3 separate regions of the Mus musculus genome follow, and all the other regions are linked to region 1. Evidence: chromatin contacts called from public promoter capture Hi-C data. All regions are on one chromosome and are shown on one strand. The core of a region is the stretch at or near the end of the contact, and the rest is flanking DNA. Distances in the headings are between cores, read along the strand shown.

Evidence for each region. Promoter capture Hi-C pulls out the DNA fragments that hold promoters and counts their contacts.
Region 2: a promoter capture Hi-C map of liver shows a contact between it and region 1, with 3 times the contacts expected there. The contact joins the enhancer-like site here to the promoter of Prkab1 in region 1. A contact is called at or near these places in 6 of 39 promoter capture datasets (the 3T3-L1 cell line, the HPC-7 cell line, cranial neural crest and 2 more), 2 of 484 Hi-C or Micro-C datasets (B cells and liver) and 6 of 115 datasets of contacts at active chromatin or transcription factors (the 230-238 cell line, the SCID.adh cell line, astrocytes and 3 more).
Region 3: a contact with region 1 is called in a promoter capture Hi-C map of embryonic stem cells, with 4 times the contacts expected there. The contact joins the promoter of Pebp1 here to the promoter of Prkab1 in region 1. A contact is called at or near these places in 4 of 39 promoter capture datasets (cranial neural crest, embryonic stem cells, hippocampal neurons and 1 more), 1 of 15 datasets of contacts at CTCF or cohesin (large pre-B cells), 9 of 484 Hi-C or Micro-C datasets (B cells, the G1E-ER4 cell line, Th1 cells and 3 more), 11 of 115 datasets of contacts at active chromatin or transcription factors (the 230-238 cell line, embryonic forebrain, embryonic hindbrain and 8 more) and 1 of 9 other capture datasets (macrophages).

Annotation. Positions count from the first base shown.
Region 1 is chr5:116,022,759-116,027,424 of GRCm38.p6, forward strand. Prkab1 (protein kinase, AMP-activated, beta 1 non-catalytic subunit) reads right to left here and starts at 1,670. Exons shown (of 7, transcript NM_031869.2): 1 at 1,333-1,670. The coding sequence starts at 1,491. It overlaps Gm13842 (predicted gene 13842), which reads right to left. Exons shown (of 2, transcript NR_165276.1): 2 at 3,653-4,357.
Region 2 is chr5:117,157,877-117,162,441 of GRCm38.p6, forward strand. The region is part of intron 1 of Taok3 (TAO kinase 3); the gene reads left to right. Among named protein-coding and RNA genes, the nearest start is that of Taok3, 40 kb to the left of the region's middle. Within about 2 kb of position 2,790, at least 125 of the 459 cell types and tissues checked have an H3K27ac peak or open chromatin away from gene starts, as enhancers often do. A contact at or near this core is called in the 230-238 cell line, B cells, the HPC-7 cell line and 1 more, where this site is marked.
Region 3 is chr5:117,284,696-117,289,439 of GRCm38.p6, forward strand. It overlaps Pebp1 (phosphatidylethanolamine binding protein 1), which reads right to left and starts at 2,869. Exons shown (of 4, transcript NM_018858.2): 1 at 2,714-2,869; 2 at 1,440-1,549; 3 at 1,026-1,126. The coding sequence starts at 2,848.

The DNA of each region.
Region 1 (4,666 bases), core at 420-2,919:
CGCCCATTTCTTTTTAAAAAGTAAGTTTACTCAGTTCACTGCAAAGAGAGCAGAGGGCACTGCCAATATACACAGGCTACAACACAAATACCTTTTACTTCCTCTTAAATAGCCTTGGGCAAAAATGTCTTCTAGGGGTGGGGACAATCTCAACCGGGAAACACGCTAAAGATCGAGGTACACACCTTTCCCCTAATGCAACAAGCTCAGAAAACAAGCTCCTGCCACAAGACAAGTGTTCTGTGTAGCCCTGGCTGTCCTGGAACTCACTCTGTTGACCAGGTTGGCCTCGAACTCAGACATCTGCCTGCCTCTGCCTCCCAAGTGCTGGGATCAAAGTGCTGTGCCACCACTCCCTGGCAAAAGCAGGCTCTTTTAAAGTCAGACCCAAAATTAAGATCTGGAGAATAGTAATGTGGGTTATGTAGCCCAGTTAGGGGGTGGGGGTGGGGGAGTGAAAGCGGAGTGAGCTGGCCAGGCAATTAGCCTGTTTAAGTAATGGGGATTAGTTGGCAACCCGGCAAGTAACAGAGACCAGGCTGGTGAGCGCCAACGTTCCTGAATGTAGTTTATTCTGAGCAATTAGCTTCTTTCCTCCTAGAATCACCAAATGCCCTTGGACTGGGGCCCTGTAGCCGGAAGCACTGGCCACCTCACTGTGGTTTTAAGAGAATGTGGCTCAGGCAGGAACTTTCAGCTTGGCCTGCAAAAATCTGTTTGCTCTGGTCTGCTTAAAGTCCAAGGCATTATTTCAGTAACGTGGGAGAGAAGTGGGGGTAATTAGCTGCTGGCTGGCGTTCAGAGTGACTCTCGGTCACTGACCTCCTCCAGTGGAATTGCCGGATCTAAAATAAAGTGAGCAGGGTGGACTGAAACTGTCAGAACCAAACACCTCTGGCAGTCAGCTAGTCAACTTCATTTCCAGCTTAACGTATGTGCTCCCGTTTTACCGCCAAAAAGAACACTAGAACTCCCAACCCAACTTTTGCAAAAGCCGGTCGGCCTGAAGTGTCTCCAAGCCGCGCAATCAATTACACCGAAGAGAAAAGTCGACACGGGTGCTCAATTACAGTTTAGCTCGACTCTTAATTAATTAAGGATCTCAAACGCGGTCCCTGAGCTGCTTTCTCCTTAATGATGTTCAACCAAGCCCAGGGTGACTCTCCTCCCATCGGTAATTAGGCACAAGTCCCAGAACGGCAAAGAGGGCTATGACAGAGCCACCTCCCCCGCCCCCCCCCAAGGTGTGACGCTGGGAATGTGGCGGGAACTACAGCAAAGGGGGACCCTCCCCGTGAGTCAAGAGGGCTCCGACGCCCCTCCACTCAGCACCTTGATCTCTTCGGAGTGGAAGATGTCGGCGTCTTCAGGGCTGTCCATGAGGATCTTGGGCCTGTCCCCATCCTTGGCGCCCCCGGAGCTGTCCCTCCGCGGCGTCTTGTGGCCCGCCTGCCGCTCCAGCGCGGCGCGCTCGCTGCTCGTGTTGCCCATGGCTGGGAATCTGCAGGGACACAAGGAAGCCGGAAAGGCCGGGTCGGACCCCCGGGGATCGCGAGTCACGCCCTCTCGGATCGCGCGCTCGCTCGCCCGCCGAGCTCCGCTTTACCTGGCTCGGGCGACCGCGACTGGAACTCCGAACAGAGCCGGAGCGTAACCTGACACTCCTCCCGCAACTCCCCTCCACCCCTTAGCCACTTCCGCTTCCGGCCGGGCCCAGCGAAGGAAGGAAGGAAGGGTGGTCACTGGGGATGGAGCGCTCTCGGAGTTAGGGTGACATCAGTTCCGTTTCCGCCTCTTCCCTGCTGCTCAGCGCGAAGCGGTCGCGGGTGGTTCGGGGCTGCCACCAGATCGAGCTTCGTAGCGGCCAGCGGGAGGCGCGAGCGAGCGAGAATGCCAGAATGCCATGGATGGCGCCGACCACCTCACTCCAAGTTGGTTACTCTCCAGTAACTCGAATTACGAAACGCGAAACCCACGGCGGCTTGGAGCAAGCGCTTGCTCTTGCAGAGTACCCGGGTTCGGGTCCTGGCGCTTCCATGGTGGCTCACAACTGTTTGCAGTTTAAGTTCCAGGGGATCCCGGCGCCCAAGGCGGTGCACACATATACGGGAGGGCAGAGCATTCATACACATAATCGTAAAAACAAAACAAAACAAACAAGAAGAAGAAAAGGGAAAAAAAGAGAAAGCGCCGGGCATTGGTGGCGCACGCCTTTAATCCCAGCACTTGGGAGGCAGAGGCAGAGGATTTCTGAGTTCGAGGCCAGCGTGTTCTACAGAGTGAGTTCCAGGACAGCCAGGGCTATACAGAGAAACCCTGTCTCGAAAAAACCAAAACCAAACAAAAAACAAAACAAAACAAAAGAACCTCACGTTTAAGTCTCTCCCGTAGATGCACTGGCTCTCACAATTGAATGTATTAGGACAACCTAGGGCTCCTTCAAAAGGAAGGCCTCTCCAGAGTGGCCAAATCGTAATTTCTGTCTGTAGACTAAGGATGGAGGATGCTGACCATCTTCCAGGTGTTTGAGAAAACTTAAAGACCTAAGATTTCTGGGAAATTGACGTTCTCAGTTGGGTTCTGTTGTTTGTTTCAAGTTGAGTGCCTATTGATAAGTCTTTTTGCAAGAGCCTTGGGGCTACATTGGCCACATTATGTGTAAAATGTATCAGGGCTTAGTGTTTCAGCAGAGGTACAGACTGCTGTAATAAAACGATCTCAGCTTCACAGTCAGCCTTTAAAGAAACAACAACAACATTGTCTTGTGGGGTTTGTTTGTTTGCTTTGCATTGGATTTTCTAGGTCATGTCTTACATTTACCCATACATATGTTTTGGTTTTTTTGTTATTCTGTTTTTGTGTGTGTTTTTTGAGACATGGTTTCTGTGTGTAACAGCTCTGGCTGTCCTGGAACTTACTTTGTAGACCAAGCTAGCCTTGAATTCATAGAGATCCACCTTCCTCTTCCTCCCACTCAAGTGTTGGGATTAATGGTGTGTACCACCCTGCCCAGTGAACATCTATATTTTAAATTATCTGCAATGTGACACATTTTTGTTAAGGGAACCAGGGACCCCGATGTCTGACATGTGGTCTTCTAGAGGGACTTTAACAGTATCTATCTACAAGGAAACTTAAAAATTTATGGACAATTTCTAGTGGATTTCAATAAAAATTCACACATGAAAATGATATACGAGCATGCTTTCCTGAAGCATTGATTCTAACCACTATACTAATGCTAAGACGCATGTTTTAAAATATTTTATCGCCAGCATTGTGTGAGTGAGCATGAAGAGACGTTCTAACATTCCACATTCTAAAGCCAAGCCTCAGCCTGGCTCTGCAGTCAGCCCGACTGAGTTCAGATTCCAAATTTACCATTTAAGAAGTTCCATCATGGGGTCTATTGGGAAATGGCCCCTAAATAGCTATCTTAGAGGCCTGCTTTGTGACTCACTTTATAACAGTGCGAGAGTAGTGTGGTTACCGCTTGACTCTAGAATGCAACTCAATGGGTGTGGCTTTTTTTTTTTTTTTAATCAGCACCGTCCTTTTTGAAGATGGAAAGTTCTGGAAGGATGCATAGCAAACCCCATAGATTGTGAGAACGAAAAAGGAATAAACAGAAGAGAGAGTTTTGCTTCTTAGCTTGTGTGTTTATATACTTCTCTTTATTTATTTGCCAGTGAGGCTGTGAGCAAAAATAAGAGATGCTCCAAGTGTAAAGGAATCTTTACAGAGGAGGGGTGGACCACAGGAAGGTAAAGGCGCAGTTCGGAAGGAATTCTCTCTGAGCTAGGAGAAGGGCTGAGTGAGGGCCAAGGAGAATTTTCTGGAACCAACGACCAACAAGGTTGAGTTTACTCCATGAAATCTGAACCCGTTGAACGTTCCGGGATGAGCATGGTCCCCACGTTCTCCCGCAGGCAATGAGGAGGGCGCAACCAGAAGGCCTTTATCTGAGCTCTGCACATGCTTTGATGTGCCCGGACAGCCTCCAGACTTCTGCTCTTACTCAGATAACAGTGAAAGCACCATCCGGTGATACCCAGACACCCACGTGCATAGCCGGAAGATCTTGTGTTTTCCAGCCAACAAGACAGCCCAGTTCCCGGGATTGCACAAGTGAGCTCTGCTTGCGGGGATGCCCGCTACAGAAGGCAAGTGAGCACTGAGATCTTGGCTGAACCCTCTTCTCAAGACTGTGCTGTCTGGTTTGTATACCTCATGGGCTGACTCTAGCCTCTTTCCAACAGGAACAATCAACACAGAATCAAAGGTGCTGGCTGGAGAGATGGCTCAGTGGTATAGATGCTTGTATCCTGATGACCCGAGTTCAATCCCCAGACACAAACTGAGAGAAAGAGAGAACAATGTAACAATTGATAAATAATATCTTTTCTCCCTTTTCTCCTAGAATTAGAAGTAGCTCATCACCTGCCAAAAAACAATGCTACCCATAAATAAATTTCAGGGAATCACTCTAAATTCTTTTTTTTTTTTTTTTTTTTTTTTTTTTTTGTCGAGACAGGGTTTTTCTGTTTAGCCCTGGCTGTCCTGGAGCTCACTTTGTAGACCAGACTGGCCTTGAACTCAGAAATCCACCTGCCTCTGCCTCCTGAGTGCTGGGATTAAAGGCGTGTGCCACCACGCCCGGCTAAAT
Region 2 (4,565 bases), core at 1,540-4,039, 1.1 Mb after region 1:
TCTCATGTAGCTAACGAGAAGTCCATGTTTATCCTCCACGACTGTGATTAACACCGTCGTGACCACAAGCAATCCAGGGGAGTAAAACACTGAGTTTCTCCTAGGTCGCAGCCTATCATCTAAGCAAGGCAAGGCAGGGAGCTTGGGAAGGCTGCCTCCTGCCTTGCTCAGGTAGCTTTCTGGTCTGGCCTGAGCCCACTGTAGAGAGGTGGCTCGACCTATAAAGAGCTGTGTCTTCCTACATCCCTACATCAATTAGCAATCAAGAAAATGCCATACAGACATGCCCATAGTCCAGTCTGATGGAGGCAGTTCTGTACTTGAGGCTTCCTCATCCCAGGTGACTCTAGGTTTATGTCAAGTTGACAGCTGAAGCTAACTGTGACAGGAGGTAAGGGCTATACCAGTAGCCTGCAGGCTTAAAGGATTTCTTTAAATGCAAAAAAAAAAAAAAAAGGTGGGGGGGGGCACTGATTTTGCATTTGATTTAATAAGCCCTTTGGACAATAACCTAGATTTCCTACATGACACAGACTTGTGAATGAAACATGCTCAGAGTGACAGATACAAAATATGTGTGTGTGTGTGTGTGTGTGTGTGTGTGTGTGTGTGTGTGTCTAGGTGCTAGAAATTCAAATGTCACAGCTGGGTAATTTGCAAATTTCAGCCTTGGAAGAGCCTAGAACTTCCTTCTGAGCCTGGTTGTGGGTCCAACCCCTGGCTGACTCATTTGAGGAGCAAGGCCTAGCAACAGGAAGGTTTTGGCAAATGCTCTGTGAAAGGGCAGAGATGACTGGGAGGGCAGCCTGGGTAAATACCCCCGGGCTGAGTCACCCAACAGAGTGTCTTTAACTCTGTCCAGTTGCCCGCTCGCTGGCTTGCTCGCTCGCTGTGTGATCTGGCCACTTTCATCTAGAGTTTTGGTTTTCATTTCCCTAAATCCCAGCCCCAGATGACTGGGCTGTAGAGTCATTCCTGTCCTGTCAACTCAGCCGTGGAAGGGTTTCCTTCAGCCCAGCAAAGCAGTTGCTGTTGACCCAAGCCTGGAAGTGAAACCCTGTGGGGCGGCCTCCCTCCCCTTTCCCTCTGCAGTGCCTCACCCTCCCTCCTAGTTTACAGGCAGGAGGCTGCAGAGCTGGCTCAGTGGGTAAGAGCACCAACTAGTATGCCAAGGGCCCAGGTCAGATTCCTACCACCTACATAGCGCCTCACAACCATCTGGGACCCCAGTCCTGGAAGATCTGGAGCCCTCTTCTGGCCTCTGTGGGCACCAGACATGCACACAGCACACAGACAGGGAAAACACCCATACGCATAAAATAACTAAATCTAAAAGTAAGTTTAATTTATATGTGAGTTTTATCTGATGGCTTGTTTGCTTTTGCTGTTTATTTAGTGTAGGTGGGGAGTGGGGGCCATGGCACGCCTGTGGCGGACAGAGGACAACTTGCAGGGATCTGTTCTCTCCCTCCAGCCTGTCTTCCTCAAGACAAACCCAGGTCATCAGGTTTGCTAACGAGTGCCTTTACCAGCCGCATCATCTCTGATCCCGTTCATGGGTTTCAAAGCCCTACTCTCTTTCTCCTGATGGAGTCTCTTATAGCCTTACCAGCCTGGAACTCACTGTGTACCCTTAACCTTGATCTCCCGGTCCTCCTGCCTGTACCTCCCAACTGCTGGGATTACAGAGCTGTACGGCCACTTCCCGTTTATGTGGTGCTGACGAGAAAACCCCTTCATGCGTGTTAAAGCAGTCATTTTCCTGACTGAGCTACACCCCTGACCCTACAGTGTGTAGGGTCACATTTATCTTTGCTCTTTTCCACTGTTTTCCTGTTTTCAGCATCTTTTCCCTTCTTTAGGGACAGCCTCCCTCCCTCCCTCCCCACCACACACATCCAGGCTTCAAGTTCCCTGCAGATTTAATGCAGGGCTAGCAGGGCAGAGCCTCAGAAGGTCACACCTCAGGCTTGTTGTGTGAGGTGGTGATACTACAGGCCCCCTGTGGAGATAGGCAGCGTTACTCCACAGCTCAAAATAAAGTGGAGCGTGCAGGCTTGTGACACAAGCCGTGAGAGACAAGGGGAAAAAAAAACCTCCCAGGCTAACTCAGTGGTGTCTGGGACAATTAGCCCCTGAAGCTTCTGTTTCATTTCTGCATTTGCAAGTCACACCAGAATGAGAAACTGAGTAATTTGATTATAAACTGTGTGGGTTGTAGCACTTGTTGAATTGGGTTCCTTGATGGTCACTGCTGATTGTTGACTTGACAGGATCTAGGATCACCCAGGAGGTGGGTCTCTGGGCATCTATGTGGGGGATCACCTTGGCTGTGTTCACTGAGGTGGGAAGACCTGTGCACTGTGTGTGGGAGACACACGTGCACTGCAGGCAGAAGAAAGCCGTGTGCACCGTGTATCACTGTCCTCCGACTGCAAACATCTGTGGCCAGCTGCCCCAAGCTCCCACTGCCTCGACCTCCCTCCAGCCCCCAAGAAGAACTGTGACCTGAAACTGAGAGCTAACACAAACCCTTTCTCCATTAAGCAGCTCCTGCCAAAGCTTTTTTTTTTTTTTTTTTTTTTTAATCGCAGCAACAGGGAAAAAGAAAGAAAACTAACGCTATCAAACCATACACCTTAGTGTCTTTCTCATGCGCCAAGGCCTCAACCTGCTGAGGCTGGCCTTGAAGTCCCTGATCTTCTGCTTCTGCCTCCCAGGTGCCGGAACTACAGACACGAATCACTGTGCCTAGCTAACCATAAACCCTTAACACATGCGTCATTCTGAGAAATCGTTCCCTCACTATGTGTTCCACCAACCCAAGAACAATACCTTACTTTGTTGTAGTTGCACGAGGCAAGGCTGGTCGTAGATTACAGAAACAGTTTATGTGACCTTTGCACTCCAAAAGCCATGACACAGCTGTGCCGTTTCTTCCAAGCCCTCTTTTCCTTCTTTCTCTGCCCCTCGTTTTGAAGTATTAAGGACTGAACAAGGACCCTGTCTGTGCCGGGCACACGCTATACTGAGCTCCAGCCCACAGTGCTGAGTCTTGAGAGCCGTATTGTTACAGAATTTAACTGTATTTCCTCACAAGCTTCTCTGGAGAGTGCTGCTAGTGGGGATTGACTCTAGAGCTTCCGGTCTACTGGGCTTTTACCGCTGAGCTGCATCCCCAGACCGCTTCCATAGCTTCCATGCTGTAGATGTTGAGTTAAAGTACTGCATTTCTTAAAAAAGCTTTAAATTTTCTATATACATATATACACATAACAAAATTAAAAACAAACAAACACCCTTAGAGGAAATTATAGACATGAAAGATGGTCATATTAACCATCAGTATTCTTGAAGAAGATAGTGAAAATATATTAAAAAGATAAAATTAAAATAGTTCTAGAAATAAGAAAGAAGGTGAAGCTATAGTTTGAAAGGACCACAGTATCCCGGGTGATATGTATATAATGGAGGCCAGAAGAGGGCATCAGATCCCCTGGAACTGGACTCGCAGGTGGTTGTGAGCCCACATGTGGGTTCTGGGAATTGAACCCAGGTCCTCCAGAAGCTCAGCCAGTGCTGTTAAGTGCTGAGCCATCTCTCCAGCTCTCTTCTCTCACTTTCCAGGACTTAATGATACTAGGCCTTGCTTGGGTCTTTTTCATCTCATCTGCTTGATTTGTCTTTAGCAATAATTTTTATTTAAAGCATCTTGAGCAAATGGTGAAATAATAATACTCATGAAAGCATATTTTGATGATAAATAATAACTTTGAACCAGTAGATTCAAGTATTAATGAAAAATATTAATTTTTTAAAAGACATTGGGCTAGTCTTTCAGATGTAAATATCCCAAACTTGCCTTTGAGTCTTTTTGTCTTGGTATTAAAGAGTTTATTTTTAGGATGTGTAACTTGGTAATTTAGGATACTTCTCAGTATTTAATTCCATGATAATTTCACCCGGGATACTGTGGTCCTTTCAAACTATAGTTTCATCTTCTTTCTTATTTCTAGAATTGCTTTAATTTTATCTTTTTAATATGTTTTCACTATCTTCTTCAAGAATATTGGCGGTTAATATGACCATCTTTCAAGTCTATAATTTCCTCTAAGGGTGTTTGTTTGTTTGTTTGTTTTTAACTTTGCTCAGTGTCTTCTGCCTCGTTTTCTTCAGAGTTCGTATACTCAAGTCCCTGAGCCCCTTTCAGGGTTCCCAGTTCTTTGTTCCACTTCCCTGCAGAATTAACTCATTGCAGTGTGGATTTGTCTTTTTCCTTTATTATTAGTAGTAAATCCTTCTCTTGGAAGTCAGCTCTCTTGACTTCCAGGTCACATTTCATTCCTGTTGTGGCTTCCAGTATCGCCATCGCCTGCTAGCCTCGCTGTGAGATCCTGTCTCGTATAGTTAATCGCAATAAAGAAATCAGTGGACAGCACTGTCTGATGCCGCTGTCCTCTGCCCTTGTTTCTGAAGTCTTCTCCACCCATCATTGTTTTCCTATTTGTGTTTTGTTGGATTTTTACACACCCCCACTGCAAAGAGCTGCCACCGTGTCCTTCCTG
Region 3 (4,744 bases), core at 1,619-4,118, 1.3 Mb after region 1:
TTGTAGGTGCCCTGGAGAACCTTAAAGAGTCCCCAGGAAACTTATCTTTCTATTCTCTGATGAACACTGAGAGGCCTGGAAAGCATCTGGAAGCCTCTGGGCCGACAGACACAAGGTGAGCCGTGAGCAATGGCCCTTTTGTCCTTAGTGGACACTAGTTATCCCAGTCAGTTCTCTGCAGGGCAATGCACGGAAGTTGGCATCCTGCCAAGCGTCACCCACCACCACGGTGGCCTTGTTCCAGTGAAAGGAAAACGTGTATAACAAGCAACCGGCAGTAACTGTGTCTCCCACCAGCTTTGGGGTGCTTATGAGACTTTGGGAGCACTGTGGGGCTGGACTCTCATGTTCCATGTCAATACAAAACACAGAAAGACAGAGTATGTGTGAATGTGACTGTGAGTGAGTGTGAGTGTGAATGTGTGTGTGTGTTCAATGTGTCTCACTACAGTCTTCCAAGTCTTTTCAAAGTACCCAGACACATTTTGGGGAGAAAGGGAGAGTTATAAAGAGATATGAAAGGCAATCTTTGGCACTAGTATGAAAAGTGTTTGCTTCTTGTTCACAGGATCAGAAACTTCCATGATCACCCATAGCAGAGATTACATAGAGATTAGAGGAGGCTCAGAGAGCCCACAGAGCCCCCAGCAGCCCACTGCAAGCCTCCTGCAGCCCTTCCTGCCCTCTGTGCCCAGGACACTTGCCAGCCTGGCGACAGAGACCTTGTCTAGTATGAGGCCCTGGCTTTGATATTTCAAATCCACCACAAATCATTTACAGACCTAGCTCTCTCCGAGTCCCAGAAGTGGTTCTACAGAGGGCCTACCCAATCAGAACCAAAGTTCTGGCACCCACATCCTACAGGCTGACTGTCCCAGAAAAGACTTGCCTGAGGGGAAAAACAAGCAGGATTCTGCCGTCCTTACAGTAAGGCTTGGAAAGAACCCAGTGGTAGCCACCCCCGCCCTGCCTCATTCTCCCCCCCATCCCCCCCCCCCACACACACACACACAGCCTTTACTTACCTGTGCCACTGGGAGGCCCGGAGCCCACATAATCTGAGAGGACAGTGCCACTGCTAATGTCATTACCCTTCATGTTGACCACCAGGAAGTGGTGCCACTCCCTGCGGAGACAGAACACGAGGGGCTGTGAGCACCAGACACCTAGGACATTCTCAAGCTGGGCAATAACAGGCAGATGATACACTGGGAAGCCACAAGCAAGCATGAGGGCCTCACACCAAGAGACCCTGTTCCGGGGGGAGGGGGGCTGAGGTTGTGGCTCAGGGGGTCTCAGCCTGTGCTGCACGAGGCCCAGGACTTTCTCCCCACCACTACAAAATGACTGTAACCCCAGGAGGTCCACGCATCCCTGTCCAGCAGGGACTTCCGTGTCCGGATGATAGATAGCCTCTCCCCATCTTTTCCCCAACTGGCCTGAATTTGGGATCCTTCCTGCTGGGAGCATCGGGGTCTGTGAGGACCAGGGTGTAGAGTTTCCCAGGATCAAGGCCGTCCCATGAAATGCTGCTGGGCCTGTTCATAACCTGTAGGAAGGAACCAGTGTGGGGGTAAAAATCTAGAAATGCTCTCAAAACTCAACACTCTGCCACCTTATATTCCCAAAAGGTAAAACATGAGGGTTATTATTTTTATTCCTTTCTTTTACTACCGAGACAAAAAAAAAAATAGTTTATAGCAGTTTCACCCATGCAGATTAGTGGTAATTCCTAAGTATGGCCGCTACTAAAAGCCTGAAGCTTGGAGCTGGAGAGAATGCTGGGTTCCAAGAACTCTTGCAAAGGGTAGACATTTCCTGGCACTCCTGTGGGGGGGGGGTGGGGGGGTGCAACTCCAGCTCCAGGGGACCTGATGCCTCTTCTGACCTCCACAGCTCCCTGCTCTCTCACACACACAGCCACACACTCGCACATAATTAAAAACACAAAACCAATCTTAAAGAGCCAGGAGTCTAAAAAAAAATTTTAATTAAACAAAACAAAACCAGATGTGGTGCACGCCTTTAATCCCAGCACTGGAGAGGCAGAAGCAGGCAGATCTCTGTGAGTTCAAGGCCCGCCAGGGCCACAACTGAGTGAGACCCTACATGTAACACACACACCAAGCCAGCCTCGACAAACACTTGCCCACGTTATTAACAGAAAGTGGTGAGACAAGGAAGTCCGACGGTGGCAACGGGTCCTCCTCCACAACCTCACTGAGGGTCCCGAGCTACCTAACGCCTTTAAATATGGTGGCCAACGGTCCGCTTGGGGCCAGCTGAGGAGTAATCCGCCCTCGGAAAACGAGAGCGGCCAAGGACACGTACAAAGTTTGGGACAAGGGAGACCGGCCAGGGCTCCGAATGGAAACCTTCCAAGTCACCATCTCAAACCCTGCGCTCTAAATATATAAAGAGAACGGTTAGACCCAGTTTCTCTGAGCTTGGAACCGCTCTTGAGCGTCAGCATCCCACCCCCACCGCCACCCCCAGGAGCAACACAGGTTAATGAGAAAGCGCTGGCCCCGGAATCATTAATAAAGTGCGGGCTGCTCCCTGAGGAGGTGATTGCAAGCTCGGGACATTAGAAGGTTACAGAAGAGGCTTTCGGCTGTCGGGTGACGCTCCCGTCCGGTATACAAAGGCTGAGCTCGAGGCCTGCTCCGCCCCGCTGTCCCCCGGTCTCCCCGGCGGCGGGCCCACACCGTACCTGGGTGGGCGTTAGCACTTTGCCCAGCTCGTCCACCGTCACCCCGGCGTAGTCGACCCGCAGGGCGTGCTGGGGCGGCTCGTCCACCTCCTGCAAGCACAAGGGCCCGGCCCACTGGCTGATGTCGGCGGCCATGGCGATGGAGAGTTGGAAGGCACGCGCACGCCGAGTCCCGAGCGCTGTTAACGTAAAGCGCTTGCGCAGTTGACTGCCGCCCCGGGACCAACCGCAGGTCGGGTCACGCCCCTTCGCTCTCTGATTGGCTGAGCCGGAGCTGGGCGGTCCGAGCGCCAGGGTCACTGCGAAACTTCGCGGGTTGTGCCTGCAGGCCAGTGCGTGCATGGCTGTGGTGCAGATTAATGTTGCGGCTTCTCCTTTGCATTTGAAGGACTCTCTGCCCCATTTCGCAGTTCCCGGAGATAAGGCCATGCTTTCTCCCTAGCACTTCTTCAAACGAGCCAGGTTTCTTCCCTGCGTTATCTTTTGTTGTTGTTTTAAAAGTTCTTTAAATGCCAACGAAATTCAACCTCCCGGGAATCAATCAGTGTGTTGGTTGGGCTTAACCGCGGAGTGCAGGTGACTCCATAGCAGCAGTTCTGCAAGTTCTGCACAGATGATGGCCTTCCATCGCCGCCTAAATGCCCACACCGGAAACTCTCATCATTTAACCTTCCAAATGTTGTGCCTGTAAATTTGGGCAGAATTGCACGCACATGGTTGAGAGGAATGGCTGGATCTTGGTTGAGGCTTCAATGACAACTCTGCCTCCTAAGAGTGAATGTTGATAGACTACAAGCCCCATCTTCACGGTGCCTTCAAGTAGCAACTGCTGAGATCCTGAAGGGCTGGAACAAGACCTTTTACAGACAGTGTGACTTTACAAGACAAAGTGGAATTCAGGTTGCCAGTCGTTAGCTTCAGAATGTGGGTATCTCCTGGGGGGTTCCCAGATCATCCTAGGGGTCCTGAAAGAGATATTGAAAGTGTGATTGACAGGACCAGACTGAGGGTAAGCAAAGCTGGACCGGCCATCGCCAACTTTGCAGTTAGATACCAGCAGCCTCCCAAGACTGGAAGTAGTCAGAAATGTATGAAACTAGGTTTTTACAGTGTGGTAGCTAATAGAATACTCTACCCTTCAGGGACGATATGATCCCGGATTTGTTTGTTTGCTGGTTTGGGGTGTTGTTGTTATTGTTATTGTTGAGACAGGGTTTCTCTGTAGGCTTGGCTGTCCTGGAATTCGCTCTGTTGACCAGGCTGGTCTCCAACTCAGAGCTCTGTCTGCCTCTGCATCCTGAGTGCAGGGGTTAAAGACCTGTGCCACCACACCCAGCTCTCACTGATTTTTTTCACTTATTTATTAATTATATGTGGGGGGTTGGGGGAAGATACTGGACATGCCTGCAACAGGTCCAAGTATAGAGGTCAGAGAAAAAATGTGAGAGTCCACGTCTCCTTCTGTTGTACCACGTGGTGCCAGGGATGGACCTCAGGACTCTTGTAAGCTCCAGGAAACCCACTCAGATCTACATCTCATGGATCAAATGGACTCCATCCAGAAAGTACCCCTGTCAATCAATAGCCGAAGTTCCCCACCTGTTGAGTATTCTAAAGGGTGGGATTCCTCCCCAGGTCCCTAATTTTGGGATTCCCCTCCCCTAGCCACCAAGAACATGGGCCTAAGTGTTTCAAACTTCGAACCTCTATAACTTTGTTTTCCCAGGTATTTGTTACAGGGTTGAGAATCTGACTAAAACAAAAATACTGGGGGCTGCTGAGATGGCTCAGCAGGTAAGAGCACTGATTGCTCTTCTAAAGGTCCTGAGTTCAACCGCCCATGATGAGATCTGACGACCTCTTCTGGTGCATCTGAAGACAACTACAGCGTACTTATGTATAATAATAAATAAATTTTAAAAAAAAAACAAAACTCGGGGCTGGAGAGATGGCTCAGCGTTTAAGAGCACAGACTGCTCTTCCGAAGGTCCTGAGTTCAATTCCCGGCAACCACATGGTGTCTCACAACCA